Regions from separate parts of the Mus musculus genome. Here regions 2 and 3 are each linked to region 1. The links are chromatin contacts, called in public Hi-C and HiChIP or PLAC-seq maps. All regions are on one chromosome and are shown on one strand. The core of a region is the stretch at or near the end of the contact, and the rest is flanking DNA. Distances in the headings are between cores, read along the strand shown. Region 1 holds the start of Dap (death-associated protein). Region 2 has its middle 16 kb from the start of Gm41285. Region 3 has its middle 28 kb from the start of Gm26416.

Region 1 (3,114 bases), core at 222-2,721:
CCTCCACAAGTGAAAGTGAATGAATATACTATTATATCCTAAGCATCCACTCCATTTTCTGTGTAGGCCCCATTTGTTGCTCTCTGTTAAGACAACATTGTAGGAGACCCATTGCCTCTCTGTTCCAGGATTATATGGGTCTTTTGCGATTGCCATGGCTAAGGGCCTGGAATATAAGTGAAAACCATATACCAGGCTTCTCCTTCCATGGAGCTGACAGTCCAGTCCATGGAGAATTCCAGTAAATGAGCAGAGAGAAATAAGGACGGCCAGATGAGGTTGATCGCATGGAGGCAGTAAAAAACATGAACAGAAACATGAGCCGGGCACCTTGGCTACATTCTCAGATCCCACAGGTCAGCTGACTTCACAAGCTGGTTGTACTATAGGAAGGAGTCAGTCATGTAGATATCTGGAGGAATCAGTGCTCAGTGATGGGAATAGCAGATGCCAAGACCAGAAGAACTGGCCTGTCCCACTAAAGAAGGATCAGAACAACCAATATGGGTCAAGGAGCCATAAGCAATGAGCTGCTAGTTTGCCAGGCCCTGTCACGAAAAAAGCCTTGTGGGTTGTATGTGCTACAGGTTGCATTTGATGGCCACAAGGGCTTCAAACCTCCTCGACTAAGAAATTGTTTCTATGCAAGCCTGCAAACCACTTGCCTCTTGAGAACCGCGAGCTAAATAATTCTGAGTAATTTATGAATTACTCAGACGCCAACATCATTACAGTGGAAAGCACCCCAGGAACGTGTAGGGAAGAGGGCCAAGGATGATGCACGGGAGATACAAATATTTACAAGTCTACAGAGAAGCTTGCCAAGCCGAATGGCAGCCACGGTGGTCTGGACAAGGCAGAGACATGGCGTCCCTAAAGCTAAAGAACATCCAGAGCTGTCTGCAGTGCTCCTACGAGATCAAAGGCACTGGACAAGTGACCTTCGGATTTGGCAGCCTGGGGTCAGGGAGAGGTTCTGAGAGATCAGTCAAGAGGTTCTGAGAGTAAGGAAGGAGTAGAGAGGTGTGGCACCCTGCCTCTTTTAATAGCTGGGTCGTCTAAGATCCGTGTGCAGCCTGGAAGGGATGGTGGCAGGCCCTTTTCTAAAGATAGAAGACTGCTGATCTTGCAGAGCTGCGAGTTCTAGAGAGTAACGGATAAGTTTTGCTGCAAAGTGAGCCAAGGAGCCAGGAGCTGCCATCTCTGAACGAAACCCCGCGCTGGGGTCTCGAACCACCAGCAGGCTACGCTTCCCTCAGTGACAGCTTGGCTAGTGAACACGCACCACGGGTCCAGCCCCTCGCTGGTCGCAGGGCCGCCCCGCCCTTCACGTACACACGCGCCCTGTCATCCTTCCCATACAATAGCCTTGGAGTCGTACGTGGCGCTGGCCGCTGCGCATGCTCCACAAGGACGGGCGGGGCGAGGCGAGGCGGCTCACAGAGTTCGGGTGGGCGGGACCGTGCCACGCAGCCGTTTGGAGCCACGCCCCCCTGCCCGGGGCGGCAGTGCGCGTTCCCGAGCAGCGCGCGCCTCACGCCTTCCCCCGAGTCCTCGCGCGCGCACTGACGCCCACCCCGCGGCTGCCGTCGCCCCTCCGAAAACCAGCGGCGCCATGTCTTCGCCTCCAGAAGGAAAGCTGGAGACCAAAGCTGGACACCCGCCCGCCGGTACTGACTGGTTTGCACTATGTCTTGGGGCGCCGGGAGGGGACAGGGCAGGATCGGGGTCCCAGTGCCCCGGTGCCCCTTGCTTGTGTGCTGCGCAGGCGCGCAGGTGAGCGGGCCCGGGGTGCAGGTGAGCGGGTCGCGGGATCCAGCCCTCCCCGGCGGGGACACCCTAGTTGTACAAGTCAAAACTCAAAAGTAGGCAGTTTTTATGAGATTGCACAGATGTTTGCGTGGGAGACCCCCAACAATTAAAAGGTAGTGTTGTATCATGATGATTAATCGTGGGCTGACAGCATTTCACACTGACAGACCAAAGAAGCGGAAATAATTATGATCATTAATCACCCGGCATGACTTCCTTTATTCATTTAATTTTCGCATCCAACTCCCTCTTGAAAGTGGTTAAAACGGTATTTTTTTAAAGCAAACCCGGAACTTCTGAGCCAAAACTTCTTTTTACTGGCAGTTCAGTCCAGTAAAGAGCCACCTCTCTTAGGAAATGGTGAGCAACCTTTGTGTGCCTTGGGCAGCCGCCTCCACTCAGTTCCTGTTTGTTCCTCCATGGCTGGAGGAGTTGGCATTTCTACTGCCCTTTCTGGTGGCAGAGATACCTGTGGAAGCACCACAGAGAGCCAGCCTGGAAACCGTGGGTCCTAGAAGCCAAGTCTCCTGTGGTATAAAACCAGGGCATCTCCCTGCAGACCTTGGAGGACTGTGTGGGGTAGGGACACATCTGTACCATCTTTCTGTAGTAAAAACTTAGACTCTCCAGCTGCTGGCCCCACTGGAGAACAGGAGGAGAGAGGAAACTGCCTTTAAAGTATGCTGTATTTCAAAGCTGATTCACTATGACAGTGCTTCTCAACTCGCCTAACTGGGGTTAGGAGTTATAGCTACGGGAGTCTTTGTGTTCAGTGTAAGATACTATGCTAGAGTATGGAAGGCTCTGGGTTCAATTCTCACTTCTTACAATACAAATTAACTTGTGGAAAGATTACCTTTAAGATACTGGCTCCTATCCCTAACCAAGTCTGTCCGCAATGGGTACCGGCTTGCTTCGCCAGTGGCGTCTCACTGAGTATATTAAACCACCTTCAGGGTAGGCCCTATGCCCCAGTAAATAGATGGCCAACGCAAAACGAACTCAGTGGTATTTTTGTAGACTTCCTGTCTCATGTGGTTTTCTTTGAGCATTTTTTAAAATCTTACTAGTGTATTGCTTGTGTATTTTGGTTTGTGGTTTTGTGGACTCTGTGTGTGTGTGTGTGTGTGTGTGTGTGTGAGAGAGAGAGAGAGAGAGAGAGAGAGAGAGAGAGAGAGGTATGGTGGGTAGGAATTGGGGGAAAAGTTGGAGAGAGGAAAAACATAATCAGACTATATTGTATGAAAAAAATCTACTAAAAAAACATAAACAAAACAACAACAGCAAACATTTCCTTTAAGG
Region 2 (3,114 bases), core at 222-2,721, 55 kb after region 1:
ACATGAATGGAGAAAGAACCTGGATGGGAGAAGAGACTACTCACCGCAGGCTCTTACATGGCCTCAGGCAGAGCTTCTGATTAGAGATTTTACAAGTTGAAGTGAAGGCTGGGAGAGATGCCAAGGCCAGGTGCTGCCTGGGGTCCATCGTCATGGAAGCTCTATTGAAGGGTAAGGACTGGTGAAAGAGGGGGTATGGACACTCCCCCTGGGAACTGTGCAGATGTGACTGCAGAGATGCTGTTGAGACAGGGGTGCACGCCAGAAAGCACATGGGGCAGATGAGACAGACTGAACAGGACCAGGAAGCTAAGCAGGTGACCTTGAGCTAAGTAGGCTCCCATAAACAACCCTGGGAGCCTAGAGCAGAGGAAACCCCAACATTGCTTCCTCCTGGCCAAGGAGGGCAAATGTCAAATTCAAATGAGCCCTGGATTTGTTCTAGGTAGATCAACACCCACCCATTTTCTGGGTCCTTTTAGCTCCTGGTTCCCCGGGACAGCCAACTCCAGGGCTCAGGATAGGCCCCAGTTTAAGCTCTACCTTGTCTGCTTGCTACCCATAAGACCTTGGGCAACTTGCTTCTCTTCTCTAAGCCTCAGTTTTATTGTCATAACACAGGGAACTAGGAACTTTGCAGAACCTCCCAGAAGTTCCCTGATAACCGCTGTACATAATAAGACAGTGGGTTCTCTCATGACCTTGATTTATCATCATTCTGGTTTATAAAACAAGATCGATTGGAGATGCTGTGAATTCTGTCCAATTATCCAATTCCAAGAGGAGGTGGGGAAAGAGAAGAGGAATCAGCCCTGGGGTGTGCTCAGGAGCACAAGTCGCCATCACAAGCTTAGCAGCTGCCTGGAAGATGCACAGCACTGCCCTGCACACCCATCCTTGCTCCTCCATAGAGCAAGTGTGGCAGCCAGATGAGCCTTTGTGTGCAGCCAGAAGCAGAGACCCGGCTTGTGGTAGCCCTGGTCAGTGGACAGCAGAATGGGCATCAGCCAAACAGAGGGCATAGCCTGGCCTAGTACAGCCTTGAACTCAGATGCCCTAGAGCCAGGTGGGAGGCAGATACTGGCCAACCCAGCAGGTTTGTGATTAATTAATTATTTTCTAAACATCTGCCTCCTGCCTCCACAGCCCCTGGTGTTCTGCTGTTCTGCAGGTTTCCTGACTTCCCAGCTGCTGTGCTGGTTAAAACATTACCTTCTACAGACTCGAAAGTAATTTTTCCCCCCAAGACAGGGCATCCTACTGGCCTCTGCAGGATCAAAACACAAACCAAAACAAGAAAACAAACACACAAACAAAACAAAAAACAAAACAAAAAAAAAACAAAAAACAAAAAACCCTCTGCCTTTCACAAGGCTCCAGAGGGGCTTCCCCAGCCATATTCTCCCGAAGAACCAGGAAGCGGCAGTAAATAACTTTGTAACTGTGGCCTGGGCTGGGAGTCCCCAGAGAACCAGAGCCAAAGGGCGTGACTACACACAGTCACAACTCATAGAACATTGTAGCCAATAACTGGCCTCATAGATCTCACTCTATGCTGGGGATTTCCCTGAGACTACATCACCTAGGGACACAGTGCCTGTCACGGGCTGTGTAAGCACACACGAGGTCTGAAAATGGCAAAATCATGTCATGGCTCATTTCTCAGAGCAAACACCTGTTTTAAGTGGCATCTAGCTATACGCAGACATACATGCAGAAACACATTCATAGAAACTTGTTTGCTCTTTTTTATTTTATAATTTCATATCCATGTACATTGTGTTTTATTTTTTACTTTTATTTGTATGCGTATATATGGGCATGTGTCTCTGTGTGTGTGTGTGTGTGTGTGTGTGTGTGTGTGTAGCCTATGGGTGCCTGGTGGAAGGCTATGTATATACCCTTGAGCACAGGCAGAGGCCAGAGGAAGACAGCAGGTGTCCTGTTCTCTCATTCTCTTCCCTATTCTCTTAAGACGAGGTCTCTCACTGTGCCTGTAACAAGGCTGGCAGCCAGCAAGCCACAGCGAACCTCCTCTTTCCATTCTATACAGCAATAGAGTTACAGACACAGGTGGGAGTGGGGGATGCTGGGGATTTGAGCTTGGGCCCTCAGTTTTATGAGGGAAGCCCTCTTGACTGCTAAACCAGCTCTCGGCCCTGCAATGTGGCTCTGGAGTTTCTTTACAGTTTCGTATACATGATATGTTTTGACCAGATTTACCCTCCTGTCCTCCTCCTGTCACTCTCATCCAAACCATGCCTTTCCAACCACTCCCTCTCCTGCTTTTGCATCCTTTTGTTGAGGTGGCAGCGGCAGATGCAGAGGCGGAGGTGGTAGGTTTGAAACAGACTCACTGTGTAGGCCTAACTAGCCTGCAACATGCTAGGTAGACCATGTTGGCCATCTTCTTGCCTATGTGTCTCTCTTAGTGCTGGGACCACAAGTATAAGTCTAGATGGAGAGAGCCTACCTCAAAATAATAAAATAAAATAATGAAATATTTTTAAAATACAGATGAGAGTTAGCTCATAACGCTATAAAGACTGGCAAATGCATTGTGTAGAGTGGGCCAGTAGGATGCAGACCTGGGAAGAGCTGAGATAACAGTGGGAGCCCAGGGCTCGTCTATGATAGACCTCCCTGGCTCTTGGAGATATCAGCCTCAGAGGCACAGCTTAAAGGGCAGATGGAGGACAGTCTGCTCTAGTCCACTGCTACCAATTTAAGCCATATTCAAAACTGCACACCCCCTACAGACATCCAGCATAATGTTTAACCAAGTATCTAGACACCATGGCATGTTTACACAGAAAATAAACCAACATGAATTCACCACTCAAGTTCACCTGGGTCCCAGAGGATTTCGGATCTGTTTCCCTCTGACCTCACTGAGGTGTCTGCAAGCCTTTGCAGCACTCTGTCTAGCGTTGGCTGTGCTCTTCCAAAGAGGCCATCTGAAATTCAATTAAGGACACTCGTGACAAGAGAAAATACGTTTCCCTCTTCCTCCCCCCTTATCCTAAATATTATGATAAATCCAACTGCCGTGCTTTAAAAAAAAAATCCAATTTGTCAACTGGAAAAAACCCAGCACCATCTGATATAATGAAG
Region 3 (3,114 bases), core at 279-2,778, 58 kb before region 1:
AGGAAGCAATTAATCCACCAGATTGCCCGAATGGCATTCATCCTGGGAGACCATTTATATTAGGAACTAGAGATTACCTTTTAACAACTGGTAAAGATCAATCTGTTTCAATGTTGAGAATTAAAATACAGAGACTTCTTGATGCTCAATTACCCTGTGTAGGAACAGCCAGAGCCTTCTGCTTGGCTTTGATATCTGACCGTGGGGAGAAAGCAGGATTCTGGGGATACCCACTTCCTCTTAAAATGAAGAGAAACCCTGGGTAATGTGCAAAGTATTTAGAAGAGAAGTTCAAAAATTTCGTGAAAGGCTGGGGTGATGACGTAGTTGGTGAAGTAACCCTGTGTAAACATAAAGACCTGAGAATGGTCCCAGAATCCATGTAAAAGCAGGGATCTGGCAATCAATAACATGCCACAGACAGAGGGGCGTAAACTTACAGTTCTTGGGGAGGTAAAATTTCTAGGGCTCACTGGTCAATCAGCTTTCTCCACCCAAGAATCTCCAGGCCAATGAGAGACCCTGCCTCAAAAATAAAAGGTAGACAGTATGGAGAAATTGATCCAAGACCTTTACATGTAAGTGAATACATATTCACAACTTCATGAATGTACATGTGTACATGCACACATTTGTACACACATGTAAAACATGAATGTGGAGGGAGGGAGGGAGGGAGGGGAGAGAGAGAGAGAGAGAGAGAGAGAGAGAGAGAGAGAGAGAGAGAGAGAAAGGGAGGATATGGAATGGACAGATGCTTCTAGGCACTTAGAAAGAGGTTACATGGTACCCAAGAAGCACCCAGATCCTGAGGCCCAAAGGTGAGGCCAGGACTAAATGTTTGTGTTTAGAGAGAATGAATTCTAGCATCTTTAGAAGGTACAGAAAACTGGACCTTGTAGCTTTACTCTTAGTCCATGTATTCAAAGATCCTTTGCCTCCACAAAAATATGGTTCTGTTATCATAAGTAGAGTTGCTGGAAGCCATGATCATGTATGATCTCACAGCTTCTGTAGGATGTACATCCTGGCATGGCTTAGCTGGGCCTTTTCTAAGGCTCCCTTCAAGATACCAAGTGGGTGTGGATTTCTTCCCAAGATCACTCCTATCAGTAAGATTAGTTCTTCATCCGCTGCAAACCATTGGCAGACATTAACCAAGGCTTCCCTCTGTCCCTCGTCACTGGGCTTCAACACAGAGATTCTTGTAGCAGAATAGCCAGTTTCCCTGATAGTGGGCAAACAAAAGGCAAGATCAAGCAAGATAGAAGAAGGCAGAGCCTGAAGCCTCTTCTCAGACGTAGTACCCCATCATTGTCATTCAGCCCACATTCAAGAGTTACAATCACAGACAGGAAAGATGTGGGTCTGCCCACCATAGTGCTCTTGACAAAGGATGAGATTAAAAAACGAACACCCTGGATTTAGGTCCCGATACAAATAAGATCCAGACCTCAAAGAAGGGATGCTACCATCTGGCACTGTGTCTCTGAGGCTGAACTGGATACCTCAAAAAGGAAGTGGGAACCAGAGCTCCTGCACTGCTGACTGCGCTGAGCACTATGGCTGGCACTGCCAACTGAGCTGAGCGCTGTGGCTCAGGTTGATGGCTCAGGAAAGAGGACAGTCAGCAAGTGGAGTCTGTTCGTTCCTTCCTTCTTCCACTCTCACTCTGAGTACTTCGCTGGGAAAGCTAAAAGAGAGCTGGTGGCAAAGGGCTTACAGAACTGCATCCCTGGGGTCATAGAGCACACTGCAGGCATTGAAGTTGAAGCAGAGAGCCCATCCCTTAAAAATTAGCATGAAAGGCTGTAGGGACTTCTCCAGCTGGCCTGATGATATTGATCTCTGTCTGGGGATTAAGGTTAAAAGTAACTGTAAGGTCTTTCAATGAGAAGTCAAAGCAGAAATTTTGTATGCAGCTTAGGTGTAGAGTCTAAATTTGTACTATCAAAACAGAGCCAGGACCTCAAAATAGAACAAAACACAACCAACATCTCAAAGCAGTGAAAACCTGTGGTTACCAGTAGAGACAGCTGTGCAGCGCTTCCTGTCGACAGGGTGAACGGGCTCTCATGTCAGAAAGGAGAGATGGAGGGAGCATCCATGTCATAGCGTGGATTCAGCAGTCACTAAAAGAGGGAAAAGAGAGAATGGGACAAGGAGTATTATCGGGACCTTGAGGGACTGGGAAAACGTGATAGACATAACAAAGTCCGCCCACTAAAAATGATCAAAGACAAACAAATGTGAGCACCACGGAACACCAAGACAGGAACGAAGAGGCAGGCTTTCTTGATGAATGCGGTTTCCAGAAGAGAAAACAGGAAATGCTAGCATGCCCATGGACAGGTTAGGTGACAGATTAACCAGAACTGAAGAGAGGATCAACCAGTGGAGAACAAATATCCAGTGTGTAGCAGAGAGTGGGGGAAAGAACATACACAGAGAGAGGGAGTTTCTGCGGGATGTGGGCACATGTCTGCAAACCCAGCACCGAGGACAGCGAGGCGGGACTGGAAATGTGAAAACATCCTAGGATATGTACTGCGATCCTATCTCAAAAAGTAAAATAAATGTGTGTATGCATACATAGATAGCCTCCAACACACACACACACACACACACACACACACACACACTAGTCCCTGGCTTGTGCAAGTTCAACTTAGGATTTTTCAACCTTTTTATTTTTGATTGCCTCCAAAGCAGAATTTATCCAGTAGAAAATAAGTGTCCAATTTTGATGTTGCCCACAGCTAGCCATGTGTGATAAGATGCTATTTCTGGTATTGGACCCCATCAGCAGGCTTCCTTCCCATCAGCCGTGAAGACATGAAGAGAGACAGCCACTAGCTAGCTATGGTGTCCTGTGTGAGTGACTAAGGCAGGTGTTCTGTAGGAAGATTGAGCACACCTGCGACTTGTGATATTTTGTGGTGGCTGTACTGCAACATAACTCCATCCAAATCAAGGAGTGTCTGCGTACCTCCTGTTTCACCCCCCTCAAATAGCAGAGGCCAGTAAAGACTCGTGTGTAGTAGTCCCTGAGAAACACACACGCACACAGAGAGAGAGAGAGAGAGAGAGAGAGAGAGAGAGAGAGAGAGAGAG

Evidence for each region. Hi-C and Micro-C count contacts between places; a contact is called where the count stands out from the background. HiChIP or PLAC-seq counts read pairs in DNA pulled down with a chosen protein or histone mark.
Region 2: a Hi-C map of pre-B cells shows a contact between it and region 1, with 2.7 times the contacts expected there. The contact joins the enhancer-like site here to the promoter of Dap in region 1. A contact is called at or near these places in 1 of 39 promoter capture datasets (liver), 18 of 484 Hi-C or Micro-C datasets (2-cell embryo, B cells, bone marrow-derived dendritic cells and 6 more), 4 of 115 datasets of contacts at active chromatin or transcription factors (bone marrow-derived dendritic cells, cardiomyocytes, embryonic stem cells and 1 more) and 3 of 9 other capture datasets (adipose tissue, liver and pancreatic islet).
Region 3: a contact with region 1 is called in a BATF HiChIP or PLAC-seq map of CD8 T cells, with 10 read pairs. The contact joins the enhancer-like site here to the promoter of Dap in region 1. A contact is called at or near these places in 1 of 15 datasets of contacts at CTCF or cohesin (CD8 T cells), 9 of 484 Hi-C or Micro-C datasets (CD4 T cells, CD8 T cells, CD8 central memory T cells and 3 more), 9 of 115 datasets of contacts at active chromatin or transcription factors (CD4 single positive thymocytes, CD8 T cells, double positive thymocytes and 4 more) and 4 of 9 other capture datasets (adipose tissue, embryonic stem cells, liver and 1 more).

The regions. Positions count from the first base shown.
Region 1 is chr15:31,222,914-31,226,027 of GRCm38.p6, forward strand. Dap (death-associated protein) reads left to right here and starts at 1,472. Exons shown (of 4, transcript NM_146057.3): 1 at 1,472-1,670. The coding sequence starts at 1,616.
Region 2 is chr15:31,278,255-31,281,368 of GRCm38.p6, forward strand. No RefSeq gene overlaps it. Among named protein-coding and RNA genes, the nearest start is that of Gm41285, 16 kb to the left of the region's middle. Within about 2 kb of position 1,472, at least 63 of the 459 cell types and tissues checked have an H3K27ac peak or open chromatin away from gene starts, as enhancers often do. A contact at or near this core is called in B cells, pancreatic islet and pre-B cells, where this site is marked.
Region 3 is chr15:31,164,818-31,167,931 of GRCm38.p6, forward strand. No RefSeq gene overlaps it. Among named protein-coding and RNA genes, the nearest start is that of Gm26416, 28 kb to the right of the region's middle. Within about 2 kb of position 1,529, at least 38 of the 459 cell types and tissues checked have an H3K27ac peak or open chromatin away from gene starts, as enhancers often do. A contact at or near this core is called in CD4 single positive thymocytes, CD8 T cells, CD8 central memory T cells and 5 more, where this site is marked.